Linked DNA regions of Sus scrofa: region 1 is linked to region 2. The links are chromatin contacts, called in public HiChIP or PLAC-seq maps. All regions are on one chromosome and are shown on one strand. Each heading gives the region's core, a stretch centred on a gene start, on an enhancer-like site or on the middle of the called end of the contact. The rest is flanking DNA. Distances are from core to core; before and after follow the strand shown.

What was found. HiChIP or PLAC-seq counts read pairs in DNA pulled down with a chosen protein or histone mark.
Region 1: an H3K27ac HiChIP or PLAC-seq map of alveolar macrophages shows a contact between it and region 2. The contact joins the promoter of CLDND1 here to the enhancer-like site in region 2. A contact is called at or near these places in 1 of 5 promoter capture datasets (liver), 16 of 47 Hi-C or Micro-C datasets (alveolar macrophages, blood, embryonic fibroblasts and 6 more) and 2 of 2 datasets of contacts at active chromatin or transcription factors (alveolar macrophages and skeletal muscle).

What each region holds. Positions count from the first base shown.
Region 1 is chr13:160,391,975-160,398,983 of Sscrofa11.1, reverse strand. CLDND1 (claudin domain containing 1) reads right to left here and starts at 1,460. Exons shown (of 5, transcript NM_001243498.1): 1 at 1,411-1,460.
Region 2 is chr13:160,351,717-160,358,922 of Sscrofa11.1, reverse strand. No RefSeq gene overlaps it. Among named protein-coding and RNA genes, the nearest start is that of CPOX, 23 kb to the right of the region's middle. Within about 2 kb of position 4,597, at least 34 of the 83 cell types and tissues checked have an H3K27ac peak or open chromatin away from gene starts, as enhancers often do. A contact at or near this core is called in alveolar macrophages, fetal liver, liver and 1 more, where this site is marked.

The sequences.
Region 1 (7,009 bases), core at 211-2,710, 43 kb before region 2:
ACACTAAAACAGACAACACTGAAATGGACATACACATTACAGATACAAACAACAGACATGCCCAGAGTCAGCAATGTACCTAGCATAAATGGTTAAGGAAAGACTGCAGAGCATTAACTGTTCTGAGTCTGGGTGTGAAAAGGGCAGAGGAAATGTGGTTAGGGCCCCCCCAGAACAAAGGGAAGGCAACGTGGAATCATCAGCATCTGTGTGCGCATGCGTAACTCTGTAGCATAGACCATCTAATCAAATGTATGTTACCCCATAAGGAAGACAAAGGGGCTAAAATGTAAAGGGGCAACTAATGAAGGGTATATAAAGCTACGCCCCCCTGCGCTCTCGGCTCAGCCGATGGATATGAATCCTGAGCCGGTGCAGGCACAAATAAACACTGCTTCCTGGCAATAAGCCTCGGTCCCATCTCTCTGTACGCAAGTCCGCCAACAGAAAAGGAAGCAGAGGAAATCGGCTCCTCCCAGTTTCCTCTGATTAGGGAAACCTTCCAAAACAAGGTTAAGAGTAGAGAGCTATTCAGAAGACAGTTGAAAACGCTTGTTAAACCAGAGAGAAGGTTGTTTCAGGCGCAAGAAATAGAAAAGAGAATAATAATATATAATAATGCTAGATATCAATCTGCCCCTAATCCATTAAAGCTAAACCAAGCTCCTTAACGCTGCCTAAGTCTTCACTCCTATCGACCGTCCTCATTCTTTATACTTTTGAACCTCCTCATCTGCAAACTAAATGATTCCTCCTCAGCCAGAAAGAAAACCCAGAATCGGGCAAAATACAAGCACTCCAAAGGCGTGGACAGGGCTCAACGGCAGTAGTAAATGGCCGCAGTAAAATGACTCAAGCCGGATCAAGCTGAGTCAAATACTGCAAGTATATACCATGACCGCACCAAACACCTTTAAAAGGAGTACGAAAACAGGCTCGCAAACTGGGGCTGCTGAGTTTGGAAAATGGCAAGTGACTCAGGAGAGACCAGAGCAATTACAATAATTAACTTTAACTCCAGAGGTTGGGTTTGTATTTTTATTCTTTTTTAATCCTTTTTCATCCTTGTGCTCTCAAATGACCTTAAAAGGTCCCGGGCACCGGAGCGGCAGTTCGCCCAGGCCGGACGCCTAGCGCTGTCACCTCGCGGGACGCACCTCGTGGCCGGGCGGGGGGTCGAGACTAGCCAGAGCTACGGCCGGGCAGCCCTGCGCGGTCCAGCCAGGGGCCTCAGTGACCGGGGCAGGCCCTTCCCCAGACCGCTCGGCCGAGGGAAAAGCCCCGCAACAGCCCCCCGCTCAGAACCCGCACACCCCGGCCGCGCCCGGGTAGGGGGCCCCTTTTCAAACGGCTGGAAACGTCCAACAGCTACGCGACCCCTGCCGAGCGACGCCGGCCCCGCTCACTCACCGCCCATCCTCCTGCTCCGCCAGCTTCACCCTCAAGCTCAAACCACAGAACCCTACTCTCCCCACGCCTCTTCTGACGCACTTCCCTGCAGAGCCCGCCCCCTCCATAACTCCCGCGCCTCCGCCTCCGCCTCCACCCCGGGCTGGGCCTGGCCACAGAGCCGAGGGGGCTTGTGGGAGTTGTAGGAGGGACAGAGGAAAAGCAGCGAGAGGCAGCGGACGGCATTCCCGGCGCCGCGCGCGGCGAGTTGTGGGAGGTGTAGTTCGGCTCCGGAGGGGCAGTCGGTACGCGAAAGGGAGGTCTGGGCTGTTGGATTCTTATTTTTTACTGAGGAAGGAACGAACGTCCACCAAGTAAGGCGACCTGCCTGGTCACTGATACTCATTAGTTGTGACTTTATGAGTCGGATTTTCCAATCTTGTGTTTTCCTCACCACTACCCTACTTGTGAACAGCAATGAGATTATACTTTCGAGATGATAACCCATTGACTTACTCTCTCACAACCTCGCTCTCATTGCACCAGATAGTCTTTCTGATTTTATTGCTTAAGTTTAGACTAAGAAGGATGTAATCTGACAGACAGTATCCAACTAGCATGTAATGGCATCCTTTGGGTTTCATACAATTTTTGTTTGTTGGCTGCTTTCTCTTTATGGCAAGTGATATTTTCTATTGTAGTAAAGCACCCTTTTAAAATTAATTACAGTTAGTTAAAGAAAAACATTAAGTTAATGCTGAGAGTCCCAGATATGTCAAAAAAAGTGAATAAAAAATTGTTTATATAGTATGAAAAAGACTGAATTTTTGAGAACATTGCCTTAAGCAGAAAGAATCATGCACAACCTGAGAGACTGCAAATGACTTTATGGCTCAGAGAAAACAAAATGAGCCTTCAAGTATTGCATATAAATTCACAGACAGAAAGCAGGGACATCTCTGTAGTGATGTGTATAGACCCATGAATGTGGCATGAGACCAGCAATGATAGGTTTCTCAACAGGTACCTACAGAGACGGCCAACTCAAGGACCAGAGGTGCTGTCAAACCCTACTTCACCCCTCAAATGCCTTCAAATTTAGCTACAGAACAGGAGAAAGGTGGGAGCCCCAGGCTGATACTAAATTTCTACCACCCTGACAGACTGAAGACATAGCTATCTGTTTCTCTATCTTTAGCTATATTTCTTTTGCCTAAGTTGAACTGCTATTCATATCTAACACATAAGTAAAATAAGGTAATAGAATATAATATTCAAATATGACTGGATTTTCATGTAGAATACCTTGCCAGAGGAGAATTGTCAGAGGAACCAACCAGAGAAAATGGTAGCAGTGCACAGTAAATTGTTAATTTGCATTTAGAGCCCCTCCATGCATTTATTCACAAGGAAATGGCTATATACATTGACCTTCTCTAGAAATTCCCTACCTTCAGAACTATATCTCTAGTGAAGTTACAATACATCCAGGTTAAAGAGAAGTTTAGAAAAGGAAGAGGAAGACACCACCTCAGTTCATGGACAAGAGAATTGAGACCAGGGAATAACACTTCAAGCTTGAATATTGAGGTGACATTAGACAATTTATTTAACTTCTTTAAATCTGTTTTCTTTTCTCCAAAATATGAGGTTGACAATAGTACCTATACCACATGATCATTGTGAGGATTAAATGAGAAAATATGTATAATACCCATCACAGGCCCTGGGGCATAGTAAACAATTGTTAAATTATTATTTGTAAATATTTTGTTCAAGACCTGTAATCTTTGAGTATGGTCTTTAAAAAAAAAAAAGAAAAAACAACGCCCTTTCAAAGCTCTTAATTCTTCCTGGAAGCTAGGAATAAGCTGCTATTGGAGGTAAGGGTCCCTGCTCACTTCAGGAGACTTAATGAATCTCTGGACTAAATGCCTGATGACTAGGAAAGACTTGCCAGGACCAGATTCCAGGCATCTTTTGTTAGCTCTGCTCATAGCTTACATGTGTCTTCATAATTCAGGAGGCTGATGTTTCTGGCAAGACCTGCAAAGGAGGGTGATGCTTTTATCCATCAAGTCTGCAGAATGCCTGAAAAATACAAGACACATTTCGGTCACCCATGTAGTATAGCCCTGGGAGTGTCTGTATGTTTGAAGTTGTGACCATCCTTCCCATTCAGCACAGGGCACTTGAACCACCTCGCGACGCCCACTACCACCAAACACTGTATTTCTTATTTATCTCTACGTCTTGGGGGTTTCTGTCTTGTATTTGTGCTTGCTCATTGCGTAGATAGGCAAAATAAGTCCTTAATAAATTAATTAAATTTCTATTGCCATTTCTTACTGCACTGTTTGGAAAAGAGTAGCTGGCCTGACATATTTTCATAAATATTGAAGATTATTTAGTGCAACAAGGTAAAGTCCATTAAATTCAGATTTAAAAGCAAAGTTGAATTAGACCTCTGGCTTAGTTTGATTAAAGATCATCCTAGTTTCAGCAAGAAGGTGTTGTAATTACACTGCACTGTAAATAAACCCAATAAACTAAAAATATAGATATGCATTTATTATAACTTGTTTATATTGTATGCTTACAAAACTCTTTATGCGAGCATTCCCTTCAATACCAGACTCCCTAAGATAGTTAAATATTATTTTTAATTGTACTTTTTAAGGAATTAAAAATTATATTAAGCAATATATATCCCCATTATCTTTTTCTCATATAATTTTATCCTGGTTGTTTTCCTTATGAACTTTGGCATGCAGAAAGGGTGAAAGTAGAAATAGATGCATGTTCTGGGTTCCAGTCACCAGCTATCCTTAAAAAATCGTATCATTCTTTGAATTTCCTTGTAACAATTTCTTGTAGAACAATGGCTAAATTAATCAAGGACAAAGCAAATAGAAAAGTTCATCTAAAATGGCTCTTTCCTTTCAGTAATTCCTGTCAAACATTACACAGAGCTGCAGTGGATGTCCATGCTTCTGAAGGACAGAGAATGGACCATATGTAGATGAGAAATTTAAATTTAAATTGTCCTTGATTTCAAAATCATCAATGTGGATCTTCAGTAAATTACAACTTTCTGGGCCCCAGTGTCCTCATTAGTAAAGTGACTTACTGGATGACCACTAATGTCACTTAAAGCTCTAAAATATTATGATTCATAATTCTGCTGAAAGGAGAATAACATAGCTCCAAAATATGATTGTCATAGATCCACAGAATTGAAGTTTCACTGGAGAATTCATGTATCTTACACCTTCAGCCTACACAATATCCAAGAATGCAGAGGGAGTGGGAAATGCAGAACAAAGGAAAAGGAGGAAGACTCAATGCATTCTGATTAGAAAAGATCAGCAACTCAGACCTTGGCTGTTTCAACAATAAACAGTTATAATGAAAAATGGAAGGTGTCCATGAAGTTTATGAAAAGTCTGTATTCATTGGAAATGACTCAAAATTCAAGCATAATTCAGTTCAGATCTACAAACATTTATTGACTATCTATCTAATGTATGCCAGACACTGTGCTGGGTACTAGGACACCAATGTAAATAAATAGAATTTTTGCTGTACACAACCTAAATCCAGATTAAATCAATGTTTATGAATAAACCTAAAGTATACGTGCCTAGAATCATAACATCACTGCTATTTATGTAAATATGGGGTGCCAAGGGAAATAATCCAATAAATGAAGTAAAGGAGGACCCTAAAAGCAGCAAAAGGATGCCACTTAATTTGGCATGATATATTACGTTGTATTGCACTAAACTTTCCAGTTAACTGTCAGAATAAAAAAAAAAAAATCACTAACTCTTAGAGTGTAAATAGATCTCTTAAACTGGGCAATTTAAATAATTTAAATAGCTATACATTTTATGATGCTCAAATAAGATATGGACAAGAGAGCGTTTCTAACAAATGAATATAAAATCACCCTGTCTGACAAGATTTATGAAAAACAAATAGTTTGCTTCATGATTTTGGCCATTTATTCTGGGACATATCAGTAGAGCATATATGAACAGAGATTTCTTTTTACAGTGCTATATGCTACATAATCTGGTGAATCCTATTTAATACATGATAGAGGGGCTGGTAGGGAAGAAACAGAACTAATATGTTGGGACCACAGGGGTTGATAGGGAAGAAACAGAAGTAATACGTTGTAATGCCAGTGGGGGGTGGCTGTATTCACACAGAACTTTCAGTCCACCTGTGAAGCAGAGACTGTAACTCACATCTATGGCTGTCTGATGACAATATAGCCACCTGAGCAGATGCTTCAGTGGTCAACTTACTCTGTGCCTGTTTTCAACATTTGAGCCAATTCTGAACATATTTCAGGAATTGAATACAGAATAACAGAAAGTCCTGAGGTGTAAATTAATTCCTAAAATTTTCCGAGATCCAGGCCAGAAGACTTCTAAGACATTCAAATGGTGATTTTTTAAAAGTTAGCTGAAATAATAACAAAGCATAAATTTTTTAAAAAGTTAACTGAAATAATAACAATAATGTATAAAGTTGGTTAAGATGAATACCTTAGAATAGTGATTCTAAACTTTAGTGTGTAAAGATCACCTTCAGTGCTCGTTAAACATAAAGCCCTAGACTCCACTCATAATGGCTCTGATTCGACAGACTGGGACCAGGTTCAGAAAACTAGAATTTAGTAGGCACCCCAGGTGACTCTGACATGAATAGTGTAGTCTGGCAGCCACACTGGCTTTAAGAGGACAAAAAAAGACTTTAGTTGGGTAACTACTATAAGCTAGAGGCTGACAGAAAGACAATGGGTGATCTCTGTTTTCAAGTTGCTCATGATCAGCTCAGGAGGTCAGACACCAAAACAACTTACCATGTAAAGAGAGGTAATAAGTATTTTATAAGCAGTATGGTAAAAAGTCTCAGAGAACACAAAGATGAAAGCAATGATCTTTACCAGGGATGAGGGAAGAAAGTTTAATTTTTTTTTTTCTAGTAAAACAATTCTAAAGAGGTGATGTGTGCTATAGTTCAGTTACTGCTATTTACAGCTTACCTTTTTTTTTTTTTTTTTTGGTCAACACCCTGTTCATACTGCCTTTTCATATGCTTATGGTATCCAGTGTTGTTTTTGAGTTTTGGTCTATGTACAATTTTTTATTTTACTGTTAGTTTCCTCATTTTATTTCAAAGAGCAGTCAAAGTTAAAAAAAATTATTGCTCCAAGCTTATTTAGAAATATGACCTTCCCTAATTTATCTAGTCAGTTTTGATTGTGGGTTCTGTCTTGTAATAGCTTTGTACTCTCTGACTTATTAAAAGACCAGTACTATGATATTTATTCCTTTTTTGGGCTCAAAACATTTCTAACGTGGGTCTCAAGATACTGTTGATCCACGATGGGTATTCTTATTTTGCAGCATTCTACCACTAAGTACCATAATTCAAAGTGACTATATATGATAAGCAAATTATTTTTGCTTCAGAGTTTACTGAGGAAGTCAGATTTATTTTAGATAGTTTTCATCAGCTGCCCAACCACTTTACAACGCTGAAAGAACGCCTACGAGTGTGAGCATGAACTCTTCCATTTTATAATACTTTTATGTAGAATTCT
Region 2 (7,206 bases), core at 3,348-5,847:
TACTGAGTAGTATAGAGAAATCAGATAAGAGTTACAGATATTAAAGAGGCCTGGGTTCAAAGTGGGATGAAGTGGTTATGGGTGGGAGCAGTAGGGGATGCTAGGGCAGACTCTCAAGGTGAGGAGAGAAGCCAGGCTAAGAAACAGATTCTTTCGCCCATCTTTGATGTGGCATTCTTTCAAAGGTTGTCACGAGTATAATGTTCTCAGCTAACCTGAGATGGTCTGTGATGTACGCTTGATCACAAAGAAAAAAAAAAATAAAGAGAATCAAAAAGTTAAACAATAGGTGGGAAACAAGATACATAAAAGAATTAAAATACATAGAGGAGTAATATGCTATTTCCTTCCCAGATAAGACATACATACATATAAAAATATGTATTTAATGTTTCCATATATGTGTAAATAACTATCACTGAATTGTTTTCCACTTTCTCAGCTAAATTCCTCCATCATATTACTCAAATTACTCACCTTTAAAAATAATCACTATTTTTTGAGTTCCCTTCATGGCTCAGCAGTTAATGAACCTGACTAAGATCCATGAGGATGAGGGTTTGATCCCTGCCCTTGCTCAGTGAGTTAAGGATCCTGTGTAGGTTGCAGACGCAGCTCAGATCCCACGTTGCTATGGCTGTGGCTGTGGCATAGGTTACAGCTCCAATTCCACCCCTAGCCCGGGAACTTCCATACGACAAGTGTTTGCCCCCCCCCCAAAAAAAGGCCAAAAAAATCACTATTTTTGATGTTGATCAGAGAAAGTGAAAAGTACTTTACCAAGGCATCTATCTATGTTGTAAACACACATGAACATTTATATTTTCCACTGGGAGGGAAGCAAGTGTAACTGTAGGTGTGTAACTGTAGGTGACTGAAGTCTTCTTCCTGGCTAATCTCATTTACGCCTCTTCCCACTTTTAAAGTAATAACTAAGTATTTACCTTATTCTCTATGTAATATCTGATCACTTATTTTAATGTCTTCAATATGGCTTCACCTGATTTATAAATACATATTGTCTAGATGCACTTCACAGCCTACAGAACTCTTTCTCATGCATTATCTCAGTTACTTCTCACAGTAATTTTGAGAGGAACACATTACTCATTCTATTTTACAGATGTGGTAACTTAAGAGTGGAGTCTGTGTGACCTTCCCTAGATCACACAGCAGTGACTGGTCTGAGATCTGGGCTAGGATGGCATGGGAATATTAGCAAATGTTTCAGAAATGATTGTTATGCATTTAAGGGTCTTCTGGTGGCTGGTTAAAGAAGGTGAGGGGAGACAATACAGATTTATGTTTGAGTCTCGGCCTGTAAGTGTTTTTGTGTTGCCATTTATTTGTCTTATTTTACTTCATTTTTCATTTTTGTTTTCTTTGTTGAAAGAAAGCTAGAGAGTTAATTTTCCTCACAAGCTCTAGAAACCTGCCAGGGACAGCAATTAATTCCCACAATCCCTGACTATTCTTCAGGAGAGCAAGAAGTAAAGGAAGACTCTCTTCTAGCAGAAAATATACACTACACTACTGTGTTCTGGGAGACTTTCCCATGAACTGTCCTATTGCTTATCTTTCTTAGGGATTAAGGTAAATTGTTGAAGCTCCCAGGCCTTCATTGGCTCCAAAAAATATATGGCCTATGTCAGAAAAGCTACTTCCTCAACTGTAAAACACTTTAGCAGAAGTAGTGGCTCATGATAGGCCTGCAATTATGTGAGGATTTTTTACAAAGAGCTGGTGGGGGCTGTGCTGTTAGAGGAGAAGTTATCAGGAAGCTCCAGATAACCTAGGAGCCTATTCACCAGCACTTGGCCACTAGAAAGGAGAGGAGCTTCACCCAATCCTGGAAATATGAACTCGTGGCCTGATCTCCCCTTTGGAATTATGAGTCTCTTTAGTGTGAGGGGTGAGAAAAAAGGATTAAGAGAACATTCAGGGGTTAGGGAAAATGTACGGAGAAATGTACAACAAAAGGGAGGGGGGCAAGTAGCTGATGGGGGCAAGTACCTGGCAAACGCAAGGAGCAAGCTTCTGTTGTGTGATGGTTAATTTTATATGTCAACTTCGCTGGGCCATGGTGCCCAGATATGTAGTCAGTCATTATTCTGGATGTTTCCTCAAGGGTTTTTTCAATAAGACTAACATTTAAATGAATGGACTTTGGGTAAAGCAGATGGCTCTCCATAATGTGGTTGGGCCTCTTCTAATCAGCTAAAGTCCTGATTAGAACAAAAGACTGAACTTTCTGAACAAGGAGAAATTCTGCCAGCAGATGAACTTCATTTGGACTTGAATTGCAGCATTGGCTCTTCCATAGGTCTGCAGGCCTATGGCCTTAGAAATTGAACTGCTTAGGGTCAGACATGTGAAACTATTAAGCCAATTCATTAAAATAAATCTCTTGATATAGAGATAAAGAGAAATGTATTTTCTATAGGTTTAGTTTCTCTAGAGAACCCTGACTAATACAGGTGGGCTGTAGCCCTCAGGCAACAAGAAAGGGACTTAAAGCTGGTAAACAAAAATCAAGGATAGTTCTACTGTTTAACACAGGGAACTAAATCTAATCTCCTGGGATAGACAAGATGGAAGATAGTATGAGAAAAAGAATGTATATCTCTGAATATCTATGACTGGGTCACTTTGCTGTACAGCAGAAATCGGCATAACATTTTAAATCAACTACATTTTAATAGAAAGAGAGAAAGAAAGAGAGAGAGAAAGAAAGAAAGAAAGAAAGAAAGAAAGAGAAAGAAAGAGAAGAGGAAGCAGTTCTGCTGGTGCCTTAATCACAGACTAAAGGACAGCCTTTATAAGACAACAAATAGCAGCTTTATTGTTTTTTTTTTAATTTAAAAAAAATTTAAATAAAAACAAGAATAGAGCACTAAGCAAAGCTATGACTCTATTTGGTGAGTATTTTGGTACTGATACTCTTAGCTTTTTTTTTTTTTTTTTTTTTTTTTTTTAGGGTTGCACCTGCTGCATGTGGAGGTTCCCAGGTTAGGGGTCAAATCAAAGCCATAGCCACTGCCCTATACCATAGCCACAGCAACGCCAGATCCAAACTGCATCTGTGACCTACACCACAGCTCACTGCAATGCCAGATCCTTAACCCATAGAGCAAGTCCAGGGATTGAACTTGCATCCTCATGGATACCAGTCAGATTCTTTACTGCTGAGCCATGGCAGGAACTCCTTGGCTTCTTAATTTTTCAGCATTAGTTTCCCCTTGCCAACTTTTCATATTTTAATTGAGTACATCCTATTATATTTTATGTGTTATTATAAATCACCTTAATTTAGAAGTATAAATAAATGAATATATCCTTTCTGTTTGCAGAAATTATTTAAGGCTAGATTTCAACTTCTACTTATAAGGAAGGAATATGTGAATTATCTACACCTATGAAAATGAAAAAGATATAGAAAAGGGCAAGTGTGTATGCAAAGAAAAGTATTTTAGTAATAGAACAGAAAGTATTGAAATCAACCCAGAGGATAAGACATCAAACCACAAAGATGTAAGCGAGAACCAACAACTCTACACTTAAAAAAAAAAAAAAAAAAAAGACTGTTTACAAAAGAGGGAAATGAGTTGTTAGTTTGCCTATCTAAATTTTTATGAAAATTATATAATTAAAAATATTTTATAGTGGGAGAAAATTAAAGGATTCAAGGGAGTGACATGTAAGTCGTAAAATATGATGCTATATTGTCTTTGGACATACACTTTTCAAAATATATATGCTTCTGTGGAGTTCCCACCATGGCTCAGCAGTAACAAACTCAACTAGTAGCCATGGGGACACAGGTTCAATCCCTGGCTCTGTTCAGTAGGTTGAGGATCCAGTGTTGCTGTGAGCTCTGGTGTGGGTCACAGACACAGCTTGGATCTGGCATTGCTGTGGCTATGGCATGGGACAGCAGCTGCGGCTCCAATTAGATCCCTTGCCTAGGAACTTATATATGCCACGGGTGTGGCCTTAAAGAAAGGAAAAAAAAAAAATCTATGTGCTTCATATGCTTCTAACTCTAAAACATTTTTCTAAATTAATAAAAATGCAGGTAAAATTTCATGCTATGTCAATGAGAGGAGTTTAGGGCATTTCTGACTTTACGATTATAGCAAGGCACTAAAAAGTCATGAGGAACAAACAACAATGAACACAAAATGTCTCACCAAAAAAGGAGAGTAGGAATGAGAGGGCTCCACCCACTTGGCCACACCAGAACCTGGCCAGGGTGAAAGCAAACCACGTGACAACGTTGAGAGGAAGCCCACAGACTTCAGCAGGAAGCATTCTTCATCTAGTAACTCATTTTTCCTAAACAGAAATTGTCCTTCAATCTGATTTCCTCAAACTCCTGTGCTGTATCTTGTACCAAGCCAACAATGAGATAATGGTGCTGTGGTGGCACCACATATATGATGTGACTGTCAGTCCTGGCAGTAGGCCAGACATTTTTTCCAAGCCCCAGTCTGGTTCATTCCTTCTTCTGAACTTGCTCTAATTTGGAGGAGACCAAGGGGGAGCAGTGAGAAGTTGTGAGGTTTTGTTCTTTTCTCGGGTAACTTTACTTTCATTTCCATTTCATATTCTAGTGATTGCCAGGGAAACCATGTCAAGGTTTTTCAGCCATTGGTAGCAAGCTGTTCAAGTTCTCATTAAAATATAATTTGAAGAAAATGAAGTAGACCTATAAAAACGAGAATGTTTATTTTTTTAAGTTTCTTTCTTGACAAAAACAACCCTGCTCAAGTTCCTCTATAACTCAGGAGATGTTTTTGTGGTTGAGTCATACGGCTGCTATGTTTAGAAAACATAACCCCAGAAACAGTGGTCAAATTTTTAGATGGTCATTGTTTTCAATATAACTTCTAATCTCCCAAGCAGAAACTTTAAAAAGGTCACACATCTGGGATCCTGTCTAGCACACACCTTTGAAATACCTTCCCTGTATACCTTGAAGTGTATGAAATCTGTGACTGTAGAGTTTATTTCATGAACAATAATCTTACTTATTAGCATAAATTTGAAAAGATACTTTAGTACCATATCAGAAGTTCCATGAATCTTGAAGAATTTTTAGAATCTGTTAAGAAATTATTCTCTCTGAGCACATCTGATCTCAGACTAGTTCGAAGGTAACATGCATCTAATGAATCTTAACATGAGGTTAAAAACAGGAAGAGGTCTTTAAAACACTGATAAGGTAATGGCAACTCATGATAAAAAAAAAATCAATGTAACAGAATGGAAACTTCTCTTTGATAACAAACACCCATCTGATGGAAAAGTATGCATCATGAAAACAAGTTCTGAGATCTTAAAAAAATTCACAGCCTTTACTTTTTAATTTTTGTATTAACCTAAGAAATGCCAGCAGTTAAAAAAATCAAATCATAGTAAAACCTATTAACGAAAAACAGCAATTCTGTCTCATGGGTCTCTACCTCCAGTCCTGCTCTCCAAAAGTAAGCATTTTTTAATCTTTTAGATCTATCTTGTTTACCTCTACATTACTAAATTCTCTTTACTAAATACATTATTAAAGTCTCTTTTCTGTCTTAGGATATTAACTAGAGATCCATTTGTCCACTGTCTCTAATTCTTTCTCTTTCTTTCTCTCATGTATTTGGAGATTTCCCTCAAATAGCTGATGATCTATGCCCTTAAAGAGGCACTAAAAATTGAATGAAAAGCGCTAGGTGTAGGGGACAGTGAGGAGAGGTAAGGAAACAGCTCTGTGTGTGGTGAGAATGCCAAAGCTCCCTCCCAGTGGTAAAGCTTTTATTTTTTGTTTTTGTTTAGAATTATTCTATAAAATCATTTTCTAAAAAAAGAGGCCTTGAATCTCCTGTCCAGTTGGAGGCCAAATTCCCTTGAAGGAAAAGGGTGGACAATTGTGTAGCACCAAGATAATTGTGTCAGGAGCTCAAGAAAACCCTGTTTGCAGTGCCAGCCTGGTCTCTGGCTTTGAAGGTTTTAAATAACAGGGGGCAGTGCTGAAGCTATAAAGTTAAGGGGTGGGGGGGAATCAGGCTACCACAGTGTATACACAGTATGATTGAACAAATTCAAATTTACACAAAGTAGCTAGAAAAAAAAATATACCAAAATGTTGAGTAGTTATGGTGATGGTGATGGTTATGGTTATTCCTGAAAGATAGTATAAATGTGATGATTCTTTCTTTTTTTTTTTTCCAAGGCCACACCTGTGGTATATGGAGGTTCTCAGGCTAGGGGTTGAATTGGATCTGTAGCTGCCAGCCTACACCACAGCCATAACAATGCCAGGTCCTTAACCCACTAAGCAAGGCCAGGGATGGAACCCAGTCCTCACGGACACTAATTTGGCTTGTTACTGCTGAGCCACAGTGGAAATTTCTGATTATTTCCTTTTTGATATTGCTATTTTCCAAAAATTTCCACAGAGCATAGGCACTCATTTAAATACTGATTTAAATATTGATTTTTAAAGATACACAAATCAGAATGCCAAAAGGAAAATCCACATAAATAGGTACGTGTTGGTATCAAAGCAAAAGAGTTTTTCTGCCCTAACTTAAAGGGTATAATTAAACATTTACTATTTATTAATATTTAGAAAATATGAGGATATTAAGAAATATCCTCTTGATACACTGAACTATTGAAATGGCCTCTTGTGTACCAGGATCCAGATTAAGAAATAGGACACTGCTAGCTTTGCAACACTGTGGAAGCTTTGCCTAAGTCCTCCTTACTCACTGGAACTTGTATTGGTCCTTAACTTTCAATAGAGTTTTATTGAATAATCTATAGACCTAAGCAATCTATGGCCTAGCTTTGCATCTTTTGAACTTTTCTACAAGTGGAATCATACTGCATGTATTAGTCCACAGGTTGCTTTTCTCAGTCCATATTATGTTTGTGAGTTTTGTGGATAATTCTGGTTCATATTTTTATTCCAATGAACATCTCCGTTACTACATCTTCATCTTGGTTCTCCATTTTATTAGACAGTATCCCTTAGTTTCCTCTAAAATTTATGAGAAATTAGCATATTTCCATTTCCTCCCATTACTCCAGCCAGGGGTCAGAAGACATACTTTATTGTTATCATTTCCTTTCTTTGATTTATCAAGATATTCTGCCTTCTGATTTCTCCAACTTTATTTTTAGTTCTTAAAAGTATAAAAATGTACACTTTGT